Regions from separate parts of the Sus scrofa genome. Here all the other regions are linked to region 1. The links are chromatin contacts, called in public Hi-C maps. All regions are on one chromosome and are shown on one strand. The core of a region is the stretch at or near the end of the contact, and the rest is flanking DNA. Distances in the headings are between cores, read along the strand shown.

The links. Hi-C and Micro-C count contacts between places; a contact is called where the count stands out from the background.
Region 2: a contact with region 1 is called in a Hi-C map of liver, with 5 times the contacts expected there. The contact joins the promoter of RASGEF1B here to the enhancer-like site in region 1. A contact is called at or near these places in 1 of 5 promoter capture datasets (liver), 2 of 47 Hi-C or Micro-C datasets (both in liver) and 2 of 2 datasets of contacts at active chromatin or transcription factors (alveolar macrophages and skeletal muscle).
Region 3: a Hi-C map of liver shows a contact between it and region 1, with 3 times the contacts expected there. The contact joins two enhancer-like sites. A contact is called at or near these places in 1 of 47 Hi-C or Micro-C datasets (liver) and 1 of 2 datasets of contacts at active chromatin or transcription factors (alveolar macrophages).

What each region holds. Positions count from the first base shown.
Region 1 is chr8:136,357,310-136,360,386 of Sscrofa11.1, forward strand. It overlaps a transcript of RASGEF1B not described here. Among named protein-coding and RNA genes, the nearest start is that of RASGEF1B, 200 kb to the right of the region's middle. Within about 2 kb of position 1,447, at least 3 of the 83 cell types and tissues checked have an H3K27ac peak or open chromatin away from gene starts, as enhancers often do. A contact at or near this core is called in liver, where this site is marked.
Region 2 is chr8:136,554,772-136,557,848 of Sscrofa11.1, forward strand. It overlaps RASGEF1B (RasGEF domain family member 1B), which reads left to right and starts at 1,444. Exons shown (of 14, transcript NM_001195367.1): 1 at 1,444-1,580.
Region 3 is chr8:136,515,954-136,519,030 of Sscrofa11.1, forward strand. The region is part of intron 1 of LOC106510559 (a long non-coding RNA gene); the gene reads left to right. It also overlaps a transcript of RASGEF1B not described here. Among named protein-coding and RNA genes, the nearest start is that of RASGEF1B, 39 kb to the right of the region's middle. Within about 2 kb of position 1,503, at least 18 of the 83 cell types and tissues checked have an H3K27ac peak or open chromatin away from gene starts, as enhancers often do. A contact at or near this core is called in liver, where this site is marked.

The sequences.
Region 1 (3,077 bases), core at 197-2,696:
TGGCGGCTACAGCTCTGATTGGACCCCTAGCCTGGGAACCTCCATATGTCGTGGGTACGGCCCTAAAAAGACAGAAAGAAAAAAGAAAGACATAGGACTAAACATCACAAGTTCATGATTCAGGGAGGCGATCCACCTGCCTGGATTCTACAAAGTGATGCGGAGAGAATTTGATTCGGAGGTCGGGTGGAGCCTTGGGACTTAAATTAGATGTCTTGGATTTTCTTTAAGAAGTTTTGAGCAGGAATAGGATAGATGACCATGATGCCTGGCACAGCACACAGGCTGAACTGGGATGGGGAGAAGTTGATGTATGGAGGCCGGCTGGCCCACGCTGTCATCGCCAGTGACGATACCCTGGGCTCAGGTTTGGATGGAAGGATGGTGGGGAGGAGAAGATACGAATGAAAGCGATATCGAAGGAGAAGCGTGGCGTCTTCGTATGAAATGGACGTGGGTTGCTGACGAAGAAGGGAGAATGAAGGCAGTTCGGTGGTGAGGCTGGGAACAAGAAGAATGGCAGCTCGCTGGACACAGAACGGGCTCCTCGAATTCTCCCGCCACAAGCAGCTTCTGAAAGCATTGCTGGTGCTAAAGGAACACCGCACTGGAGGGTAGTTACGTCGTAAGACTTTCCGGGTTTGTTTGTAGTCACTAATTCAACAGGGGAAGCTATCAAATAAGGGATGGGAAGGCGGAACTTCTATTAAATGGCAACAAGAATGACACCACGAAGCCACTTTATCCAGTTTGCTGCCTTGTTTGGAGATGGCATTTCTTCCAGCTGCAGCACGGGCCAGATGGAGTCTAGAGGTCTTTAGTAACAAGATTTTCATTTGTGAAAATGAGATTTCTCTTCAGTCTCCTTGAAGAGGAGCAGATATAGCTATTAAGACAATTTGTATTTTTCTGGCTTCTGCTGACCAGCACAGCTTCTGAATGCACCTTTAAAACCCATTAGTGCTGTTTTAGTAAATGTGGGCATTGAACAAGTCGGTGATAACAGAAGCCTTTGAATACGGATTTCAGTGGAAGTATTAGCTCCGGGAATAATTATATCCCCACGTTTCAGGGGGTACTTCATTTTAATAATAAGTATTATATAAGGGGCATATTCTATGACTCGATGTCACAGCTTTGGCCGACTAATGGTGAAGAGGCTATGCTAGGCTGCGTTAGGCACCTTTCGTGGACATGGAAGAAGCAGAATTTTTAAATGGCCTTTTAGTTTACCTGAGTCTCTTGAGTGAGGCAGCAAAACAAAATGGAAATAGGAGTTTTTAAGTCCTTTTGTTCTAAATCTCTTTTGAGCACCTGAGACCTTGAGCCAACACAGACAGTTCCTGACATAAGATTTTTCAACTCTATGAAGTACATTCAGCAGCAACCATACCCCAGACTTTGAACTTGGATCTTTTCCCAGGCTGAGGACAGCTGATGCAACATGCTGTCCTGATGCTCAGTGAGCAGCTCCCAGTCAGCTGCGTGAGCCGAGGGCGAATGGCCAGTGTGCTTACGGCCATTCGGTAGCCGCAGAGTCACCGTGTTTTGCACTTTCAGTAGAGTACTCCATCAGTTACACGCAACGTTGGACCCTTTATTGTAAAATAGGCTCGGTGTGGGATGATTTGGCTCAACTGTAGGCTGATGGACGTATTCGGAGCACGTTTACAGTTGGCTCAGCTAAGCGGTGATATTCGGTAGGTCAGGTGTATTCAATGCACTTTCGGCTCAGTGAACACTTTAACTTAGGAAGCGTTTATGGAGATGGAAACCGCGCTGTAACTTGGGGAAGATCTGTAGCTGTGATCAGTGGCTTCCAGATGCAGACTCCTTGATCTGAAATGAAAAAGAGACAAGAGAAAAGAAGAGAAATAAAGACCTTTAAGTGTCTGGGGCAGAAGAGAAGCTGAGAGCTCTTGCCTTCTCCTCCTCCTCCATCCAGTGACTCGCTCCTGCCTTCACCTAACTTTGCTAGGCTGTCTACACTGACTTTCTGCTCTGAAAATTACTATGCATTGTGTTCTAAAGTGTATGTCAGGTTCTTTGCAGCAGGTTGGCAAGCCTTTCCTGAAAACCTACTATATGCCCTGTGCTAGTCCCTGTGCAAAAAGCCCCTCCGTGTTGGCTGAATCTGGCTCTTTGTCTCCATGGAAACCTTGCTAGAAAGCTAAGTACCCGTCCCAGTAGGATACCATTTAGTTCGGGATTAGAGCAATGGTGGGGCAAGAGTTCCTTAGTGAATTAGTATCAAGTGTTGCTGAGACTTCTCGACACTAGATTCCTTTCAGCAAATATGAGCTTTCCCTGATTTTATATATAAATGTGATATCTGTGTATATATATGATATCTATGTATATGTATATCATGTATGTTATGTGTCTATACATACATATCATACGCATATGCTGTATAGATCTCATATATATCGTGCAAATAAGTGTATATGCCATGGGCTACTATTAGAGAAGAGACAAGATGTAGTGAAGTGGTGAAAAGAAATCTGAACCGAGGATCTCTAGACTGGAATTTCCCTGACCTTCAGGAGGCTTTGTCCTGATTGTCTAACTTTGGGCACATTCTTTGGTTTCTCTGTTTGGGTAAAGTCTTGTCCTGATTTCTCTAACTTTGGGCAAAACTTCAGTTTCTCCATCTGTGAAATAAGTGCTTGGACTAGAGCCTGCTTATAATTTCTGCCCTGTCCCCTAGCTCTAACATTCCGTTACCGTACCTTGTTTGACTTTGTTGGGAAAAAGAGATATCCTCAGAGTTCAGGGAAGTGATATGGACTGTATTAAAGCGTGTTGGTAAAGAGGATTTGCTTGCTGTTCCAAAACTCACTGTTTTCATCACTGGCAAGTACATCTACTTGAATGGATTATTGCTGTAATATTATTCTCAAGCATCTTTTTTACGAAGTTGATTTTGCTGGAGGATTGTGACTTGCAATGTTGTATTAGTTTCGGGTGTACAGCAGCGTGAATCAGTCCTGCATATACACATATCCATTCTTTTTCCCCTTAGAGCCTGTTACAAACTATTGAGTAGGTTTCCCTGTGCTCTGCAGTAGGTTCTC
Region 2 (3,077 bases), core at 194-2,693, 200 kb after region 1:
TGTGGCTTCCTTGTTGCAGAACCACGATGGAAAACTGAGCTTGAAAGACTAACCAACCAGCACAACCACACCAGCTGAGCAGGGCCACCCAAGCCTCGGTGCTTTGTATTGAATAGCTGGCCAGGACAGGCTCTCCTTTTACAAACGGCAGAGAAGCTCAGGTAGATGGGAGTGGATGACTGAGTCAGGGGAGACCCGTTTGCAGAAGAGAAGGAGGGAGTATAATCAGAGAAAAAGAAGTGAGAGGGGGTGTGCCTGTGCAGAAAGGGAGGGGCGGAATCAGAATAGGCGCGGTGAACCTCGAGGTGGCTGCTACCATCCCAGAAAGGAGGCGGGAGGGAGGGAAGATGGAGCGGGACAAAAAGGGGGCCTCTATCACAGCCATCCTAATGGAAGGCCTTCCTATAGGACAGGTGTGAATAGTGTTGTTTTACACATGGGAAAACTGAAACGCAGAAAAGCGGCTTTACTTATCCAAGGTCACGTAGCGGGCAACTGTCTCCTGATGTTTAGTTTGTATTCTTTCCCTGCATCTCTTCCTTCCCTTGTTTGCTTCCATCGTTTCTTTTCTCCAGCCTTTTTTTTTTTTTTTTTTTTTTTTTTTTTTTTTTTTTTGTATTCGTACAAGGTGAAGTACTGGAGTTTCTATCTTTTTTCTAAAACAGTTATCAAGTATCCAATTCTAGAGTATATGGTTACCATGACAGCGCAGCCTTTAGGGAGGCCGGACCTCCCGCTTTGCCTCCAGAATCGTATTTCACAGCACAGGTTCCCTCTTCTTCTTCCTTTTTTTTTTTTTTTTGGTGGAACTTTTAACAGCCGCAGTTTGACATTTTGTTTAGGTGACCGTTCGCTTAACGCTTGTCCTCCTCTAGACTGCACGCTTCCTAATGGCAGGATCCAGCCTCCTTTTGCCCGGAGTGTGCCCCCAGCGTTTGTCACAATGCCTAGCACGCAGGCTTTCTGTAAACATTTGCTGGGCCAGTGTTCTTGTGGTTTCTCTCAGCTCTCCTCTGAAAATTCCACGGACAGTAACCTCTAGCTCATAATTATGTTAATAGATACTGTATAACAAGTCGGGCCGGTATGTACAGGTAGCACACAGGTAAATGAACACACACGGGTACACACATGACTGCACAAACAGCCTCCAGCACATGCGCTCAGGAGGAGACGCACGCGGGCTCAGCGAGCCGAACCCGCGCTGGTAAACACCGCTGCGCCCGGCTCCGCGGGCCTCCGCAGCGTAGGAGGGCACCCGGGCAACCGCGCCTCCAGAGTCGGGGCCCCCGGGACCCGTGGGCTGGTGCCCGGCGCCGGGGGCGGTGGCGGAGTGGGCGGTGAGCTGCGCCGTGATTGGCCGTGCGGCCGCTCGGGCGGGGCCGGCGGCGGGGGCGGGCGCTCGGGCGGAGGGGTGTGCGCGGCGGCGGCGGCCGGAGTTTCAGTATAAACAAGGCATCCGACTGGTTGGGCGGATTTTTCTTTTCCTTCTTCCCGCGCGCTTTCGCTCCCAGTCCTTTGGTTGCGTTGTGGGCGCGCGGCACACAGCCGGGAGGCCGAGGACCCGGGGCCGTCTGCAGGTGGGTTGTTCTCTGGTCAACAATTCTCCCGGGAGAAACGGGAGCCCGGCGGCGGGAACGCGCGACCCCGCCGCGCGCTGCGCTCTCCCAGGCGTCCCCGGAGCTGCGCGCGGAGCCGCCCGGCTCTCTCCCTGCGCCCCGGCTGCCGGTGCGCCGGGAGGCGGCGGGAGAGCCCGGGCCAGTGGGCGCTGCCGGCTCAAAGCGCCTGCTAAAGCCGGAGACCGGGAGAGTCCCCTTGCCTGGCCGCCGAGGATGTCTGGGGCCGCCCCGGCAGCGGCCTGGGTGCCAACAGGTGCGGGACCCAGCCGTTGGGTCGCGGGCGGGGACAGGCTTGGGATGTGCCTCGCTTCTCGCCCTGATCCCGAAGCCAAGCCTCTGTTTCGAGATCTTGCCACGATTTTCGAGGATTTGTCTGAGTTGTAGTTGCGTTCATCCTTTTTTCATCCTGTCTCCCCTTCCTTGTGCACTGCGAGGCTGTTTCCTTCTGCTGCTTGGCCAGTTTTCGTGTGCGGGTGGGTGGGTGGAGGGAACTGTTTATTTTTGGTGTCGGAGCCTTAGGATCTTAAGGTCTGCTTCTTTGGGCGGAGACAGGGGAACAGAAGTCATTTACTTGCCCCTGACGAGGTGATATTCCTTCAGCGGACAAACTTGGGGCACAACGTGTCGCCTTTCTCTTGCCTGAGCTCAGGTTTGTCGCCTCGGATCACCTGGTCGGGCTTTAATAAAGTGAACAGGAGCTACCTGGGAGCCTCGCGGGCTGCCCGCAGGAGAGAGGCTCCTCCTTCTGGGGAAACGGTGGCAAGAACTTCAGGGCTGTGCGAGAGAAATGGGAGGGACAGGAGGCCTGTACGTGCGTCTGTCTGTCTGCGTACGGCTGTTGTGCGCATTCCTACTTCACCCCAACCCGGTCCGCGCAGTTCAGGCGAGAGCACCGCAGCTAATGAGCCCTCTGACAGCGCCGAGGGTGGCACAAGCGTCGTAAACAGCAGGAGGGTCTCTGGGCAGCGACCCTGTCTAAGGACTGTGGACGCGTCTGTCTGCGCGGATGAATCCGGTGGGTATGGTGTGTGCAGATGCATATGCACACGAGTGTGTCTATGTGTGTTTGGGCGAACGCGTCTCCAAGGAGTCCTTCGTCAGCAGCGCCATGTGACGCCGGTCAGGCACTGCTTGTGTGCGTAGATCTATATTTAGCCCCGGATGATCTTTCTCGGCCGTGGGAGGTCTCTGAACCGAGTGCAGAAAGAGGAAGAGTTCAGGGACCAGGGTTTTGCGCTCCTGAATAATGTCTGGAACAGTCAGACTCAGATGGGGTGAATAATTCTTCTTTCCTCTCAAAGCAGGAGCGGGAGCTGGGCATGTGATGGCTGGACCTTAATTTGAAACATAGGCGGTGGTGAGAAACCTGTGCCTGTGCGAAGAACCAGGGAGGTGGCAGTTAACCGGAGTGGGCGCCTGATTGGAGATTTGGGTAGAAAACACCTAGTCAGGGAGGTT
Region 3 (3,077 bases), core at 253-2,752, 160 kb after region 1:
TCTTTATGAGTCATCGGGAAGGCTAACCTCCATATTAAAATAACGAGAATTCTTGGGTATTAAAATGCCACTTAAATACTTTTACAACTTCTTGTTATGTAACCTGTACAAGTTAAATTGATGCATCAGAGTTGGAAATGCATTTGTAATTTTAGAAGGTTTCGCAAATATTCATCAAGAATTCAGTAAAAAAATAATGTTTCTTTTATCGCAGTGCTAAAACTTGGCAAGGGAGGAGGGGATCTTAAAAGTTGTGATTATAGCCAGTCTTTCCATAAACGATATGTCTGTTTAAACTTTAATAGCGGTGTAAACAGGAGCGCATTGCAGTCTGCGGGTTAGACATCTCACCTATTAAGAAGGCCTGTGAAACTCGCATTAGAAAAATAAGGAAGTGGGCGGGCAAAGGGAAAGAAAATGTGCTTCAGCCTTTGAGCCGGAGCTGCTCACTTTCCTGTCGGAGGCCAGTCCTTACAGATGAAACCCCACCTGATCGGAGCAAGTTCTTAGCTTGCCAACTAATGAGTCTAAAATGAAGCCCCCCTGTCATTGCTTGATTTTCTTTCTGCTTCAGTTGTTCTTGCAAATAAAGTGCTGAGATGCTAAGGAAGCAATTTTCAGAAATGCGTTGGTAGCTAAATCACAGCTGTATGTTGAGAGCACATGTAGGGGACTGCATTTAGCGTTACCTAAGCTTCTCTAACCTTCTCATATTATTTAAAGGCAGAACAACCAGTGCTTAAGGAAGGGAACTTCTTAGCCTAGGTCCACAAAAGCAGAGTAAAATTGCCTGGTTAGGAAGTCGTAAAACTCCGGTCTTTTCCTTCTGATTGCCACATTCGCTAAAACCTTGCCCTTTCATTGATTTGACAGTAAATTCTTCAATGTGAGACGAATTTGCCTAAATCTGATCCAAGATAGGCTTTTTAGAAAGCAATAATATGAGACCCACTCACTTTGCTTAGATTATCACATTTTATCCTCACAGCACCCCTAGGAGATAGCTGCCATAAGTTCCTTCATTTTTGAGAGACGGCAGCTGAGGCAGAGCGATCTGAAGTAACCCGCCCACGCTGACAGTGCAGGAGCGGCAGGGCCGGAATGTGCACAGAGATAAGTGTTCCCAGTGCCCTTATTTTTTGTCACTTCCTCCTTCATAATCTCTGATGGCAGCTCATAGCCTTTCAGTCCAAATGACAAGAGATGATAGATGTCTTTGGAGATATCTTGGGAGAACAGGAAACAAACAAAGGCACAGGGAAGTGAAGGCAGAACTTAAAAAAAAAATCAGCTTTTATGAAAGTTGCTAAGGGAGTAAATCTTAAAAGTTTTCAGAGAAAGACAAACACCATATGATATCACTAATATGCGGAATCTAAAATAGGACACAAACGAACCTACCTGCAGAACAGAAACTGACCCACAGACGTGAGAACAGACCTGTGGTTGCCAAGGGGGCGGAGGTGGAAGCGGATGGCCGGGGAGTGTGTGGTGAATAGATGCAAACTGTCACATTCACAATGCTGAGCAGGAGGTGCTGCTGCCCAGCACAGGGAAGGAGCTCAAGTCTCTTGGGACAGACCATGATGGACGATGGCCTAAGAAAGGGAATGTCTATAGATGACGGGGTCACTGCTGCACAGCAGAAACTGGCGCAACAGTGTAAACCAACTATAATTTCAAAAAGACAAGAAAAAAAGTTTTTATCACAAGGGAAAAAAATGTAGCTATGCGTGGGAATGGAGGTTCACTAGACTTACTCTGCTGATTACTTCACAATGTGCACAGCTACCGAATCACTAAGTTGTATGCCTTCAACTAGTATGTTATGTGTCTATTATATCTCAATTAAAAAAAAACAGAACCTTTCAGTTTCAGCTCACCCAATGGGCTGGTGATTCGCTTTCCCATTCTCCAACCTTCTCTGTCCTGCTCTCACGCCCGCTGGCTTCTCCTTGGGTTCAGCCAACCGGAGGCCCTGGCCGGAGGCTGGAGGGTCGGAGGAGGAAGAGGTTGAGGGGTTTTGTCCCCACATCTGTCCCGTTCTGTACGTGTTTCTGGACACCCCTGCCTCTCTTCTGCCCCACGGCTGCGCCTGCCCTTTCACCCTGGGTGGCGCCATCCCATTGCCAGTCTCATCCCTTTTCCTCTGCCACGCACACCTCCTGAGGCGCCCTTCGTTCAAGTGGAGCTGCGATTAGCGGAGGGAAAGTCTGCTTCCCGCTGACCCTGACTGATGGACGGTGCCTTTCTGCGCCTGTTCCTCTCCCGCCTCTGCCTCCGTCTAGTCCTTCCCTCATTCAACAAATAATCGCGAAGCCCGTGGGCTCCGAGCCGGTGGCGCAAGACCAGCCGCGCCGGGAACGGATAAAGCCCTGCCTTGGAGCCTCGAATCCCTCACATGCGCTCTTTTGGTTCATTCTCCGCCCCTCCCTCATCTCTGGACAACTGAATGCTTTAAGCCCCAGTTCCAATATTTAGGCTTCTTTGGAGCCCGGGGAGGGCCAGGTTCTGTGCTGACAGCAAAGATTCTAAAAGGAACTCTAGGAGTTCCGGCTGTGGCCCAAAAAGACTGGTGGTCTCTTAGGAGTGCTGGGTCACAGGTTCGAGGCCCAGCCCAGCATAGTGGGTTAAGGATCCAGGATTGCAGCAGCTGCCGCTTAGGTCACAACAATGGCTCAAATCTAATCCCTGGCCGGCCCGGGAAATTCATATGCCATGGGCAGCCAGAAACAAAAAAAAAAATTTTAATAAATAAATAAAAGGAATTCTTAAAGTATTCACTGGTTTCCAGCCCCCTTCCCCCTACCCTGCCACTGTCCGGATCGTCTTTCCAAGACTCCCTAACTCTGAAAAATCCACAGGAGCAGATGGAATTTGTCTAAGTGGACTGCTGCTGACTCTTTGTTCCTTTGAAATGATTGGCTTCCCAGACGGTAAAGAGATGGGTGTGTCACAGGGTAATTTACAGGATCGTGGAAGTAGTTTCCCCAGCCATTTCCAAACAGTTAGCAAGGCTTCGGGACTCCTCCGCTGCGTGGAGGAAGCAGAAGTTTTCCTCAGACCACCTGCCTTTG